3 separate regions of the Mus musculus genome follow, and all the other regions are linked to region 1. A link is a contact called in public HiChIP or PLAC-seq and promoter capture Hi-C data. All regions are on one chromosome and are shown on one strand. Each heading gives the region's core, a stretch centred on a gene start, on an enhancer-like site or on the middle of the called end of the contact. The rest is flanking DNA. Distances are from core to core; before and after follow the strand shown. Region 1 has its middle 6.2 kb from the start of Gm51643. Region 2 has its middle 6.8 kb from the start of Gm37120. Region 3 holds the start of Slc26a9 (solute carrier family 26, member 9).

What was found. Promoter capture Hi-C pulls out the DNA fragments that hold promoters and counts their contacts. HiChIP or PLAC-seq counts read pairs in DNA pulled down with a chosen protein or histone mark.
Region 2: a contact with region 1 is called in a FOXA1 HiChIP or PLAC-seq map of pancreatic cancer cells. The contact joins two enhancer-like sites.
Region 3: a promoter capture Hi-C map of the C10 cell line shows a contact between it and region 1, with 2.2 times the contacts expected there. The contact joins the promoter of Slc26a9 here to the enhancer-like site in region 1. A contact is called at or near these places in 5 of 39 promoter capture datasets (the C10 cell line, hippocampal neurons, liver and 2 more) and 1 of 115 datasets of contacts at active chromatin or transcription factors (pancreatic cancer cells).

What each region holds. Positions count from the first base shown.
Region 1 is chr1:131,116,657-131,121,331 of GRCm38.p6, reverse strand. No RefSeq gene overlaps it. Among named protein-coding and RNA genes, the nearest start is that of Gm51643, 6.2 kb to the right of the region's middle. Within about 2 kb of position 2,646, at least 42 of the 459 cell types and tissues checked have an H3K27ac peak or open chromatin away from gene starts, as enhancers often do. A contact at or near this core is called in pancreatic cancer cells, where this site is marked.
Region 2 is chr1:132,093,441-132,098,115 of GRCm38.p6, reverse strand. No RefSeq gene overlaps it. Among named protein-coding and RNA genes, the nearest start is that of Gm37120, 6.8 kb to the left of the region's middle. Within about 2 kb of position 2,360, at least 57 of the 459 cell types and tissues checked have an H3K27ac peak or open chromatin away from gene starts, as enhancers often do. A contact at or near this core is called in pancreatic cancer cells, where this site is marked.
Region 3 is chr1:131,741,234-131,745,908 of GRCm38.p6, reverse strand. Slc26a9 (solute carrier family 26, member 9) reads right to left here and starts at 1,887. Exons shown (of 21, transcript NM_177243.4): 1 at 1,796-1,887.

The DNA.
Region 1 (4,675 bases), core at 1,397-3,896:
AAATAAATAAATAAATAAATAAATAAATAAATAAATAAATAAAATAATGATAATAATAAATGATGCTTTTCCAACTAAAAAAACCAATGACAACAGATTTCCTGAGGCTTGCTCTCCTTCCTAAGGGTTTTGCCCCCCACTCTCTCAGCAGTCCTCCTTCCATACTTAGCTGCCAAAATCGTTTTATTTTTGCACACCGGGTTAGGAAAGGGGCAAAGGCTGAGGCTAGGAGGTTGAGCAGTGCCAAATGGGGCTTAAATGGAGAGAAAGCCCCACCCTGCCAGTTGGTTTGAGAAGAAGCCAGCAGGACATGATGGCACTGTGTGTCCTGCCTGGAGGCCAGCTCTGTGGGGAGAGGCTGGTTAAAGAACGCTCTGGGAACCTCCCAGCTCAGATGACTCTTCAAGCGTGAGAAACCTCACAAGTGAGGGTGCCGGTCCTTCTTTATGGGGTGGAGGGGGGCAAGAAATATAGTGAGAAAGAGCAACTCAGGTCAGGGAGGGAGCTTGCTGGTGGGATCGGCTCAAAGCTAGTGCAGGCTGGCACCAGGAGACAATGCTAACATGAGTGAGGGCAATGCGGATCAACTGTGGTAATTTAGGCAACTTAAAAGTTCCATGACCAAATCTTAATTTGGCCAGGGCAGTTGTTTTTGTAATACCAACATACGCACGCACGCATGGACGCACACACTATTCTGTCCTGGCTTTGCCCCCTGTTACATTCCTGTCGGCCCTCCCAACACCCAGCTCAGAATGTCAGAACCTATCTTCAGCAAATGGACACTCTCGCCTTCTCTGGCCCCTCCTGGGCCTCAGGATGGTGGACACTTCTCTTTCTGGGCCTCTGTTTTCAGCCTACCTCTTTAGGGAATCTAGGACAGCTCACCGTGAGAGGCTCCCAGGAGGTGTTATCTTCAGTCTTTGTACTGAAGACCCGGAACTAGGTTAAATGATTTCAAAAGCTGAAGCCCTCGTCCGGGGTTCACTGAGCTGCTGGGGAAGGAGCCTTGGGAACAGAGGCCCACTGCTGGGTTCCTCCTGGCAAGAGCCACGCACCTCAGGAATGCCAGCATGCTGTGCGTTGCCCTGCACGCGGTGGGTTGGCTGGATAGTGGCTGGAGGTCTCGGAGAGACAGAGAAGCTGCTCTCTACAGGGTGATGAGCCTTATGGAACGGAAGGCCGAGAGCAAGGGGGCAGTGCTGCAGTAGATTCAAGGAGCCATGGCTAGGGCTGGCGAGATGGCTCAGCGGGTAATAGCTCTGACTGCACATCTGAAGGTCCCGATCTCAAGTCCCAGCAACCACATGGTGGCTCACGACCATTTGTAATGGGATCTGACACCCTCTTCTGGTGTGTCTGAAGACAGCTAAGGTGTACATATATATATATATATGTATATATATGTGTGTGTGTGTGTGTGTGTGTGTGTGTGTATTTTTTAAAGGAGCCATGGCTAGCACAGAGGTCACGCATGAAAAGTCAGGGCCCATTGTCCAGTTCCTTACCAGAAGGTTGGATTTTTCAAGTTAGACTGGGCCTTCGCCCCACTTTCCCATCAAAAATCCAAACAAAACAAATGTAACGGTCAAATCCCTGATGTTTGCATATGTATCTGGCAAGGAAAGTATTGAAGGAGAGGAAAAGAATAATTTGATATTTTAGGAACTATTCTAACACTTCATGGAGATTGTGTCTAAGGCTAGGGACAAATGCCTGTTTTCTTGAGTTGGAGATTTAAGGGTTAAGTGGAGGTCTGGGACATAGGCAGACTGAGGGACACGAGGTCCTGGGGTATAATCAATAAACTTGTCAGAGGCAAGGGAGGGCCCATGGATGGTATGGAGCAGGTTATGTGGAGTCTGTGGAATGGAGCTGGGTAGAGTGTGGAAGATGCCCTGTAGATACTGGGCCTAATCCCTAAGAGGGGGCAGCTCAGAGACTATAGAATGTGGACCAGGATAGGAAACCCTTAAGGAATAGTGAAGGGGCTGGAGGGGTGACAGCTGGTGACTTGCTGCTCTCAAAGAGGAACAGAGTTCTCCTCCTGGCACCTGTGTTGGCATCCACATTGGGTGGCTCACGTTGGCTTATAATGCCAGGGGCCTGACTCCCTCTTCTGGTCTTCTCTGGCACTGACACACAAATGCATGTACCTGTGTGTGTACAGTGTTTGAGTGTGTCCACAGATACACACACACACATAGATAGAAATAAGATAAATCTTAAAAAAAATAGGCACCCTGATGCGCCCAAGGGCCAAGCACATAAGGAAGAGAGAGAGTTTGTTGGAATCCTGAGGAGCCCTGGCTGTGGGTGAGGATGTAAGAGAGGGCTGCCCACTCGCCAAAGCTTCACTCTGGTGGAGGAAGGAGGCCCTGCCGTCTTTGGGCTGTGTGGGGACCCAGAAGAATAAAGAACCCGATTTCACTTTCTCTCATCTTCACGCAACAGTAAGAATTCACTGGATTCATAAGCCTGGGAAGTTCAGCTCCATGGGCTGAACACACCTCCCACTCGCAGCAAGCCCTTATCCCACGTAGGCATAGAAGTCGGATGTGTTTGATAAGGTCTAATATTAGTCTGAGCAAACTTTTAGAAAACCACAGAGGCGGGAGTGACTAATAGCCTCAGGCAGGTGACTGCCGAGTAGTGCCCTTAACGAGAAGGATTTGTCATGCAAGGAAGGGAATTCCTGACACACAACTTGAAATGTGTAGGAACAGCAAAAAGCAAAAAAAAACGCTCCGGAGCTGCAGAGAAGGCTCAGGGTTTAAGAGGGTGTACTGTTCTTGCTGAGGACTGGTCTTCAATTCCTCGTGTCAGACAGCTCACAACCTCCTAAAACTCAAGTTCCGGTGCCTCTGGCCTCAGGGTCACCATCTCTCACGTGACTGTACACCCACAAAGACCCCCTCCCCAGTGTATGTGTGCAATTAAACCAAATAACAAAACTTTAAAAATGTGACAAAGAGTGGCCAGAGCAGAGGACGCAGGAGGAAGAGAAGCTGGAGAGGGGTTTAGCTTGCATCAAACAACATACCTCCAAGTAAGGAGCACGTCGGTTGTGCAGACAAGGAACCAGAGGGGGTCCTAACGTGGCAGTAGAGGGATGGCTTTTCCAATTCACTAGCAGGAAGCAATGTTTGCACAAGTACCATCCAGGACCTGGGATGGGATCCACCTCTCACCTCCCCATCCTCACTTCTACCACATACCCCACCTCTTACCCCCCCTCCTCACCTCTACCACACCTCCACCTCTCACCTCCCCATCCTCACTTCTACCACATACCCCACCTCTCTCTTCTCCCTCCTCACCTCTACCACACCCCCACCTCTCACCTCCCCATCCTCACCTCTACCACACCCCCCACCTCTCACCTCCCCATCCTCACCTCTACCACACCCCCCACCTCTCACCTCCCCATCCTCACCTCTACCACACCCCCCACCTCTCACCTCCCCTTCCTCACCTCTACCACACCCCCCACCTCTCACCTCCCCATCCTCACCTCTACCACACCCCCCACCTCTCACCTCCCCATCCTCACCTCTACCACACCCCCCACCTCTCACCTCCCCATCCTCACCTCTACCACACCCCACCTCTCACCTCCCCTTCCTCACCTCCTCTCTGCACAAACCTGTTGTCATCTAAAGCTCATCACAGCTCTGACTTGGCATCAAGCTGTCAAGGCTCACTGAGCTGAATGTGTCTCTGGTTCTAGGATGAGGTGGATCAAGAGCACCCAGGAAGCCTGTTTACTAGTCACTTTCAGGTACTATAGGAAAATGAGGGAGGCTGTGAACTTTATAAATGGGGGAGCTGTAAGTCAGGGAGCAGGGCAGTGTTGTATGTTGAGCTTCTGGCTGACACTCCTGGGTGAGTTAGCTCCATTACAGTTGTGACTTTGAGACAGAGAGATGTATTGATTAGACAGCACCTAGGGCCGAGGCTCGTCTTGCCTGTTCATAATGACCTCACACTAGACCAAATGAGGGGTTTGTGAAAGCAGCTGAAGACACAGCATCAGTGATCCAAGTGCACTCTCTCAAGGTCTCGGCGCCCGCCCGTTACCTTACTAGACTCGCAACACAGGAGGTGCCACACCTAAGCTGTATCTAAATCATAGCGTCCTTCCTCCAACTTTGGCCCCATCCTCAAACAGGACAACAGGAGAACCGGATGGACCCTGCCGAGGCAGGTGGGACTTGGGAGCTGATAATCCTAGAAACAGCATGCAGCTCCAGAGATTTTCAGTCTTCCTGGTGTTCTTTTCCAAACGTTGTGGCTATTCCCCCCAGGCCTGATAGCTGAAGAACACTAAAAATAGGCCAGCTCATTTCAATTTAATTAGCCATTCCTCTGAGATCGCCAGATGGAACGAAGCAAAGACAGATGCGCTGGGGGCATCAGAAGTGGGAGTCGGTTCTAAATGTGGTTTTTGTGAGCCCAGACAAAGGCACGCTGCAGCCTGCGGGGACCACAGTCTGGCTGTTGCTCCTAGGTGCTGGCCAGGCACTGGGGAGAGCTGGTGGGTGAGGAGGGTTGGTAGGGGGTCTGCGGCTGGGGCAGGGGCAGAGAAGAGGCTCCAGGCCTCGGGAAAGCAGGCTACTTCCTCCTCAGGCTCGAATGTGTGGTCCCTGTGGAGGCACCTGCTTGTCTAGCTCCC
Region 2 (4,675 bases), core at 1,111-3,610, 980 kb before region 1:
TCAGTGCTGGGGTGTGACTTAAGTTGTAAGCTGAAATAAACCCTTTCCTTCCCGAGTTGCTTTTGGTCACAGTGTTTCATCACAGCAGTACAAACCTTAAGACATTCTCAGGACACACATAAGACTGATCATTTCAGCCCCCACCCCCAAGAGAGATGCCTGCACAACAAAATCAAGACTAAAGGGGTGTTCACTCATGAGGAGACTTCTGTTGTGCTGACTGGCTCTCCGCCGTGAGGGAGAACTTGGGACAGAGCCTCTGCAAAGCCCAGGAACAGATTCTTCAGAACCAAGTGTGCAAGACATTCCTACCTCACAGTGTCTGAGGGTATGCTACAAATTTACAGCCCTGGGTCTCACCTTGGGCTCCCAGTGACAGAACCACAGGGAGGGGGGTCTGTAATGCTTTTTTTAAAAAAAGATTTCTCTCCTGGTAATTACAAAATAAATGGAAGCTTGAGAAGAAGAAGAAGCAGGGATGGAATAGCTTTGGGATGTTGTTGAGGATTAAGCATCTCCATAGACCCCAGACGTTCACAGTCCCAGGGAACTCTGTAACCACAGAGTTATCGAAAGCCAACGTGAGAATTCTGTATCCGAGTTCTGCTTGGACACTCGGCAATTCTGGATGACTGAGCCTTACTGGGCCCCAATCCTTCCCACCTTTAATGGGATAAGTTTGCCACCCATATGCATCATTGTGGAATTCTGCAAAGTGGGCAGGCAGTAGTCTCTGAATGAACTAGAAGAGCCTTCTCATGTTTTGAGAAATACCACCAGAGGGCTTCCAGTAGGCTCAATATGGGGAGTTGAGAGCCAGGTGTTTCGTGAGTGGTCAGGTCTCAGAGTCACGACCTGGGATACAGATAGGATGACATGAGCAGAGACAAGGTCAGATGTTAGGTTGTTTTCAGAACTCCGAAGTAGACAGCATAACCCTAGCAGGACAGCTTCATGGGTTAAGGACATAGAGTTCATATCCTTACTGGACAACTAGCTAACTGAGCCACCCTGGTCCTCAGTATCCTATGTGCAAAATATAATAAACGTACTCACTTCCCAACACAGAAAAGGCTTGGCACACATTAAGGGATCAGTAAATGTTAGTCACGATTGCCTATTGACGGAAGATTTTGAGTGTAGGGGGAATCTAAATTAGTCCGGAGTCTCTGTTTGTGTCCTTGCCACATCCAAGGTTAGTCCTTACCACCCAGGCTGCAAGTGAAGGTGATAAAGAAAGCCAGGGATCAGAGTTCCCAGGTTGGGCTTTCTCCTCTTGCTAAACCTCTCTGTGAATACGGGCCAGGAGGAGGCAGCACTGGCTGGATAGGAGGGTATGTCCACCAGTGTCTCTTAAGCCAGGCCTCTGCCTCCTTAGGCTCAGCTTCCAGTGCTGAGTGGTGGGGTATGGGAAGGAGACAGACATGCAGATTGTGGATCCCTGGATCTTTGCATCTGAGGATCTAGGGAAGAAATGGAATTCTCTGCCTGCTCTGTCCTGTGTAAATCTAAGAGGCAGTCATAGTCACCCTCCTCCACGGAAATGCTCCGCTTGGGTGGGACTCCACTCAGATCTCCTTCCTGCTGCTCTGCAGGGACTGGGAAGGTTCCTGGGAAGGTACAGAAGATTCTGGGTCAAGCATCATGACTTAGTCACTTAACACTACAAGAGGCCACATACCCCTGCTCCCCAGCGGACCTGCCATTTTTGGAGAGCCTCTCCCCTCAGCTTTGGCCATGGGAAGAAGAGCGGCATTGACTGTGGAGCCTGAAAGGATCTGACATCCATCTCTGGAAGAAAGAGGGTGGGAAGGAGGGATGGGTGGAAGAAGGAGAGAAGGGAGGAGAGGGAAAGGGAGAAGAAGGAAAAGAGAGATGCCTTCCAGGCAGCAAGGCATCATAGTGAGTGCCTGAAATCCTAGCATTTGGGAAGTGGAACTTGAGGATCAGGAGTTCAAGGCCTGCCTAGGCTACTAGAAACTCTGGAGAGAAGGAGGAGGAGAGGAAGGGAAGAGAAAAAGGCTGTCTTTTTAAAATCAGTATTTACAGGAAGAATTGGGATAACCCAGGGGTAGATGGCTTCCAACACAAAAAAAGGTCTTAGATTCACACCACCACCACCAATAAGAAAATGTCACCAGGTAGAGAGCCCTAGCAATTGGTGAATACAGACTGTAACCACATTAGGCAGAACACCAAGACTGCGCCCTAGACACCAACAGAAAGGAGACACGGAAGTGTGTGAGGACTTCCGGCCAGCTCCACCACTCGCCTGTCTGCTGGTCTGCCAGAAGGTAGAGGCAGCAGTGGGGTCTGGAGTCACGCCCGCTATGGGAATGCTTATCTACATTGTGAGCCAGGGCCTGGCTTGCACAGATGACTCACACTAGCAGAGGAATCCAGGCCAGCAGGAAACAGGTGGCTACCCTGACACAAAGGAGATACTGACTCTGTTGGACGGTGGTACCATTGGAGCCGGACCCTAGGGCTGAGTGCATTTCTGCAGAACCAGGACAAGCACCAAGGTCTCTGCCCAGAAATCGCAAGATCTCCCTGGTGGAGATAAAAGGGAGGACTGGGAAGCAAGCAGGGGTTTCTATTGCACGTGGTTGAGGCCCTGTGTAGCAGTGCAGGCTGAGGGGCGTGACCATTACCTGACTGTTAGAAGCAATACATGTACATTTTTTAAAAAATGGAGCAAAACACAAGCTTGGGTTGCAGCTCAGTTGGTAGAGTTACTGGATAGTGAGAGTAAAGACCTGGGTTTGGGGTTGGTGAGATGGCTCAGCAGGTAAGAGCACTGGCTGCTCTTCCAAAGGGCCCAAGTTCAAATCCCAGCAGCCACATGGTGACATCACAACCACCAGTAATGAGATCTGACTCCCTCTTCTGTGTGTGTCTGAAGATAGCTACAGTGTATCTATTATCTATAGCTACAGTGTATCTATTTATAATAATAAATAAATTTTTGGGCCAGAGTGAATGGTGTTGACCAGAGTGAGCAGAGGTCCTAAAATTCAATTCCCAACAACCACATGAAGGCTCACAACCATCTATACAGCTACAGTGTACTCACATACATAAAATAAATAAATCTTAAAAAATAAAAAAGACCTGGGTTTGACCCCTGGATCACATGAGAGTGTGACCGTGGGCTGTGCACAGATTATACAAGTATGTATCTCTACAGATACCACACATACGCACACATATATAACACATGCATGGAATCAAAACAATATGTCCTATATAGGCAGTATGTATTTTTACTTGTTGTGTTTTGCAGTGCTGGTGATGAACCCAGGACCTCCCACACGAGAGGCCAGTGTTCTATTACTGAGCTGAAACCCCTGATCCTATAGGCATATTAGTGTAACAAAATCCATATTTTATTTATATTCAAGAGTATGCTATACCAGTTGAGCATCCCTAAATTGGTATCCTCAAAATACTTAACAGTCTGGAACTTTGGGAGCATTGATATGACATCACAAATGTATCCACACCTGCCCTCACGTGCCAGGTTGCAGATAAAATGCAAGTGCAATAAAAATGGGCTGGAGAGATGGTTCTGTGGTTAAGAGCACCAACTGAGGGCTGGAGAGATGGCTCAGTAAATGTATCCACACCTGCCCTCACGTGCCAGGTTGCAGATAAAATGCAAGTGCAATAAAAATGGGCTGGAGAGATGGTTCTGTGGTTAAGAGCACCAACTGAGGGCTGGAGAGATGGCTCAGTGGTTAAGAGCACCGACTGCTCTTCCGAAGGTCCTGAGTTCAAATCCCAGCAACCACATGGTGGCTAACAACCATCCGTAATGAGACCTGACGCCCTCTTCTGTGCATCTGAAGACAGCTACAGTGTACTTAGATTTAATAATAAATAAATCTTTAAAAAAAAAAAAAAGCACTGACTGTTCTTCCAGAGGTCCTAAATTCAATTCCTAGCAACCACATGGTGGCTCACAATCAACAGTGATGGGCTCTGATGTCCTCTTCTTGTGTGTCTGAAGACAGCGACAGTGTACTCATATACATTAAATAAATAATATTTTTAAAAAGTTGTGCAAAATTACCTTTAGGCTAGGAATACAGCTCAGTGGTGGAATGTGTGCTCATTGTGTGCAATGCTTTGGGCTCATAATAAATAATAATGATAATAATAGCAATAATGCCGGGCGTGGTGGCACACACCTTTAATCCCAGCACTTGGGAGGCAGAGGCAGGCAAATTTCTGAGTTCGAGGCCAGCCTGGTCTACAGAGTGAGTTCCAGGACAGCCAGGGCTATACAGAGACACCCTGTCTCGGAAAAAGAAAAAATATAATAGCAATAATAATAATAGGAGGAGGAGGATAAAGAGCAACAGCCACCACTGCCTTTAGGCAATGTGTGTAAAGTGTACATTAAACAGAAGTAAGGCAGTAAGTAAGGCCCACCTGCTACCACATATGGATGCGTCATAGACACAGACAGGCCTACTTTCAGCCACACAATGCAGGTTACCCAGAGGCCCTCCAGCCATGTGGTTGGCTCACAGTGGGAGCCACTATAATATGCAAGTATGTGGTGGACAGATGGGAGAGAAAAAGAAGTAGAAAGTTTGAACACTATGAAGAGAGGTGGAACTGCAGATGCAAGTCTGTTAGTTATGAGTAGCCAGCCCCACCACCTGAG
Region 3 (4,675 bases), core at 638-3,137, 630 kb before region 1:
CGAGAAAGGCAGCCTCTGTCTGGCTAGAGTGGGGACATCAGCTGGTGACAGGAGAGAAGGTTGGGATCCTGGCTGGAGACTGAGGTCCTGGCAGGCAGAAGGAGGCTGTAGGAGCCTGTGTGTCCCTAAGGCATTTTGAAATGTTCTCTCTTTCAATTGTCATGGAATTTCTGGTGCAAATCTGTAGTCCCTTTCTAACCCCAGGCTGATGCCCTCCTCTGTTGTGGAGGAGGATGTCCTCAAGGCAAATGTTGACTCCGTGGATGCTCTGGGACTGCATCCTTTAAAGGGGACTCCCTGTTGTGTGGGAGTCTCAAGTCTCCATTCTGTATCTCCAGGCCCACCCACCCTGCTGCTTTCCCTGTTGAGAACAGATGACCTGGGGCTAAGTTCCAGTAGAGGCCGTAAGGTGAGACGCTGAACAGAGTCTAACAGTGAGACCTGTACAAGGTCACAAGGTCCCTGGAAGGACACGGAATAAGATTCTTAGAAGTTCCTGAAAAGACCAGTGATCCCCGAGAATATAGGTCAAAACCGAAGACAGCACTGAGTGAAGTCTGACCTCCCCTGGAGGATTATATCTTCCAAATCATGACCACGTCACCCTCCATGATTTGGCTCACATCCAGCTGGTCTCCATTTCTTTAGCAAACCTCTAGAGGTCATTTTGTATAGTTTGAGACATTCTCACTAAATTCAGATTATATGTCACTCTGCTGGAAGCCCCTGAGTACTAAGAGATAAAGAAAGACCTTTGCATCAGGATTTCCTAGAGTGAGCCTCAGGGCAGGTCAGACCCCGGGAGGGGCCAGAAAGCCTGGTGGAGTAGCAGAGCTGGTTCTGAGAGCCTGCTGGGGGCGGCAGGGGCTCTGGGGGAGGATCATCTTTGAGTAAAAACACTAAGGGAGAAAAATCCTCTCCCAGTCTGCCCTATTTCAGGGTGGGGAAGGCTTTGCTACTTTAAGGGACCCATCCAGGCATTCTCACCTAACAGGCCTAAGCTCAACTGAATAGTTGGTGTCACGATGATAACAGATTTGCTTGGCCCAGCCTGGAGAACCTCTGGGCTGTTTTCCAGAAGTAGAGACACTGCCCAAGGATGCCTTGGGACCTCTTAGAACTGTGGGCTGGGAGGCTCAGGATCTGGGCGCCTGTGAGTCTGGCTCCTCACCAGTGTACTGGCCCAGACCCTCCCGATGCTGCACCACGAAACGCTCTAAGCTCAATAGAGCCTGTCCCTCACTTGCCTTCAGCTCCTTATCTTCCTCTCCAGTTACCTCTTTTAGCTTCATGGAAGCAACAGGGACCAAATAGGAGTCCACAGAGCTCATGCAGAATACCCCGAAATGGGGAAATAAGCGAGGGAAGGAAAGGGTGTAGAGACAGAAGGACGGGGACACAGCCACTTCGAGATGCACCAAGAGCTAGCTCTCTGCTTCCAGGACTTGAAAAGAAGTAGAAAGTGGAGGGGGTGGCTCAGAAAGGTTCAAGCTCCATTCCTTTTCCTGGAAGGCCCTGTTTGCCTGACTCTGACTGGGTGTCTTTGAGCTCCTCCAATAGAGTCCATTCTGTGTATTCTTCCAGTGAAACTCACCCTAGCAGCTGAGGTCTTTATGGTGCGCTCCACAAGGACTGGAGGGCTGCTCATAGGATCCGGTTCAGAACGTCCTTCCCATGTGTACTCAGGTTCCTAAGCCCCCACCACGTCATCTCTCTTCTGAAGGTACCCCTGGGGCCTGCTCTCTTCCCTGGATAACCCCCAGCCCTTGGGTGGGTTGGGCTGGGTGGGGCTTACCTCTGGGTGAGCAGAGCCGGCTGGGCAGGGCTGCAGGTGTGTCTGGGCAGCGGGCAGCAGAGAGGTGTTCCTGAGGTGTGTGAAAGGGCTCTGCTCAAATAATCCAGGGAGGCGTTTATAAATAACTTCACCTCAGGGCCGCCAGTGAGCCCCGGCTTCTGATTGGCTCGGAGGGGAAGTGGTTTTGAACACTACACCAGAGCTAAGCCTAAGGAGATAGGAAAAGGAGATAAGGGGGGGAAAGGTCCCAAATGAACAGCCCTTTTTTTGTTTTACCTGGGGAGCAGGGCTGTTTGATGGGAGCTTGGCACTTCCTAAATCCACCTGAAGACAATAGGTCACATTCAGCGGGGCCACTACCCTACAGACTCCCCCAAGGCAGTCGGCAGAGGAGGGGCAGCAGGCAGATTCCTCTCTGAGCCTGCTGTCCTGCTACTTATGGGGCTGGGGGTCAAGCCACACAGCCCTTTGGACAATGGATACCATTGAAGCCACCTGAGGGGTTGGGCTCTGTGGCTCTTGCTTTGAAGGTTGGGGATCTAGAGGTGAGGGACAGTGGACCTCTGAGCACCCTGGGAAAGGGCATGAATGGTGTCTGGAGGCCCTGAGGGCCTTGAAATACTCGGAGCTGAGGTGGAGACTTGCTTTCCAGCTCCATCCCCGACCTTAAATCATTGTGAAGACCGTCCCTGTGCAGTGCTCAGAAATATCAGAGATGCCATGAGGCTCAGAAACACTAGAGTAAAGAAGCTTAAGAAACTGGACCTACAGCAAATTTAGGAAAGGTGTTCTGGAAGCCATCAACTCTCTGTACCATCCCTTCCAGGAACCAGAGCCAATGACCATGTTCCCAGATGCCTTTGGGAGCAGAGCTGTGGGTCCCTTGGCCACCAATGCAATGGGAAAGCAGTGTGGGAATCTACCAAATGAGAGTTCCTCCCTGAGCCCATGCGGCTTCCCACCGTCCCCCACGACATCTTGAACTAGACTGTCCCAGCCTTGAGTTGTCCTTCTATTTCTCTAAGATAAAACAGAAGCTCTGAAATTTGATATAGGGGTGCTCCAGCAAAGCACTGTTGGAAGTGCCCCTGGGAAGGTGAAATGAAGTTGCTTTGGCACATAGTAGGGACTCAACAAATATCTGTTGAATGAATGAAAGAATGAATTGTCTGCAAGCCCAGCCCAGTGGATAGTTTGAAGATGTATTGCTTGTGGGGACTAAGGAAATACCCAAGGTCACTCAAAGGTGTCGAGGTGTAGCCAGGATGCCAGGGACCCAAGTATGCCTGCCACTCCAGTGGGGGGGAGAACGTGTCAGTGAACACTGTCTTGGAGCCCTTCCCCGTGCTCCTGCATAGATGGCATGTTTCCCTCCTGCAGTATTTCCTGCCTTGGTGTTATAACATGGAGCACAGCCAGTGGGCATGATGTGCTGGGTAGTCAGTCTTCTAAACTCGTTTACCGTATGAGAGATGTCAGTGGGCAGATCTGGGCTGGTTTACTTTTGTGTTCTGACCACCTATTCACTTTCTGGTACTCGTTAAAGCTTCATGGTGAGTCTGTGAGATGGGTGAATGATAATGGGAGGGAGTCTTTGAACAAATCAAAACCTAAGACCAGGAATCTGTCTGCTGACATCCAGCACTGTCTGGTGCAGTGGGCAGCATGGCCTGATCTGCATTTTGGCCAAGAAATTCCTCGAAAGCAGGTGAGTCATGAGGCTTGTACTCTAACCAAGTGACAGTGGCCATCCAGATCAAACAGTGGTCTCTTTGTTGAGCCATCGTGCCTATCAGGGAAGTTTTGGCTGTCCTTCTTTTGGCCAGAGAGTGTCCTGTCCAGTTGACTGGGACAACCAGTATTATCTCTGCAAGTGTCTCTTCTCTTTTAAATGACCTATGGATAGACTGGGCTACCAACCAGTCTAGTGTGAGCTTTATTATCTATGTCAGTTCCCTCCGTGCCTAGCCTGGCTTACTATAGTAGCGTTCAGGTTATCTGATGTAATTCTAGAACCAACCATGTGGTATACACTTGCTACTCTCATGTTTGGACGAGTAAACAGAGCTTGACTGAACTGAAATAACTTATCCAAGTTCACCAAGGTCTTCATGAAAGAGATCGGAAGTGAATTTGGCTACGACATTCTACCTTTGGACCTGTAGAATCAGGGATTATGTGTGAAGCCACACCCACCTTTTTAATACAACCAGCCAGGCTTTTGACTAAGTCCCAAGGTGATCTGGATGCAGGATGCAAGTCCTCCAAAATGACTTGGGAGCTCCTTGGCAATTTAACTTTTCCATAGTTTCAGAAAAATTCTGGGCAGGGAGGCTTTACCTAATTGGACAGGACAATCGGACTCAGAGGCTCCTTTGAAGTTGGGTCTCAGGTGGGAGAAGCCTGGACCAAAAGTGGGGAGTCAGAGGTGGTACCAGAGGACAAGCAGCCCTGAGGGCTGAAAGAGTGTATTGGGAACATATTAGATAGAGTAAGGTATGGAACGCTTAGGGATGAGCCGGGATACAAGAAAATAGAGAAACAGACATGGCACTGAGCCAGAAGCAGCAAGAACAACAAGAAATAGAGACAAAATCTTTGCAAGAGAAAGCAGCAAAAATACCAAGGATGCCTCAGCCTTGGGTTTCCTTAGCCCAGCATCTGTGTTCACTACGAAAGCGCCTATTTTATTCCCATCTTAGGGCTAGACTTTGTACTGGTTCTGTCCTTCCTTCCTTCCTTCCTTCCTTCCTTCCTTCCTTCCTTCCTTCCTTCCCTCCCTCCCTCCCTCCCTCCTTCCTTCCTTCCTTCCTTCCTTCCTAACCCCTTCTCTGGTGCTAGGGACTTGCCTTTTGAATATCAAGATAATTAAGACAGAAT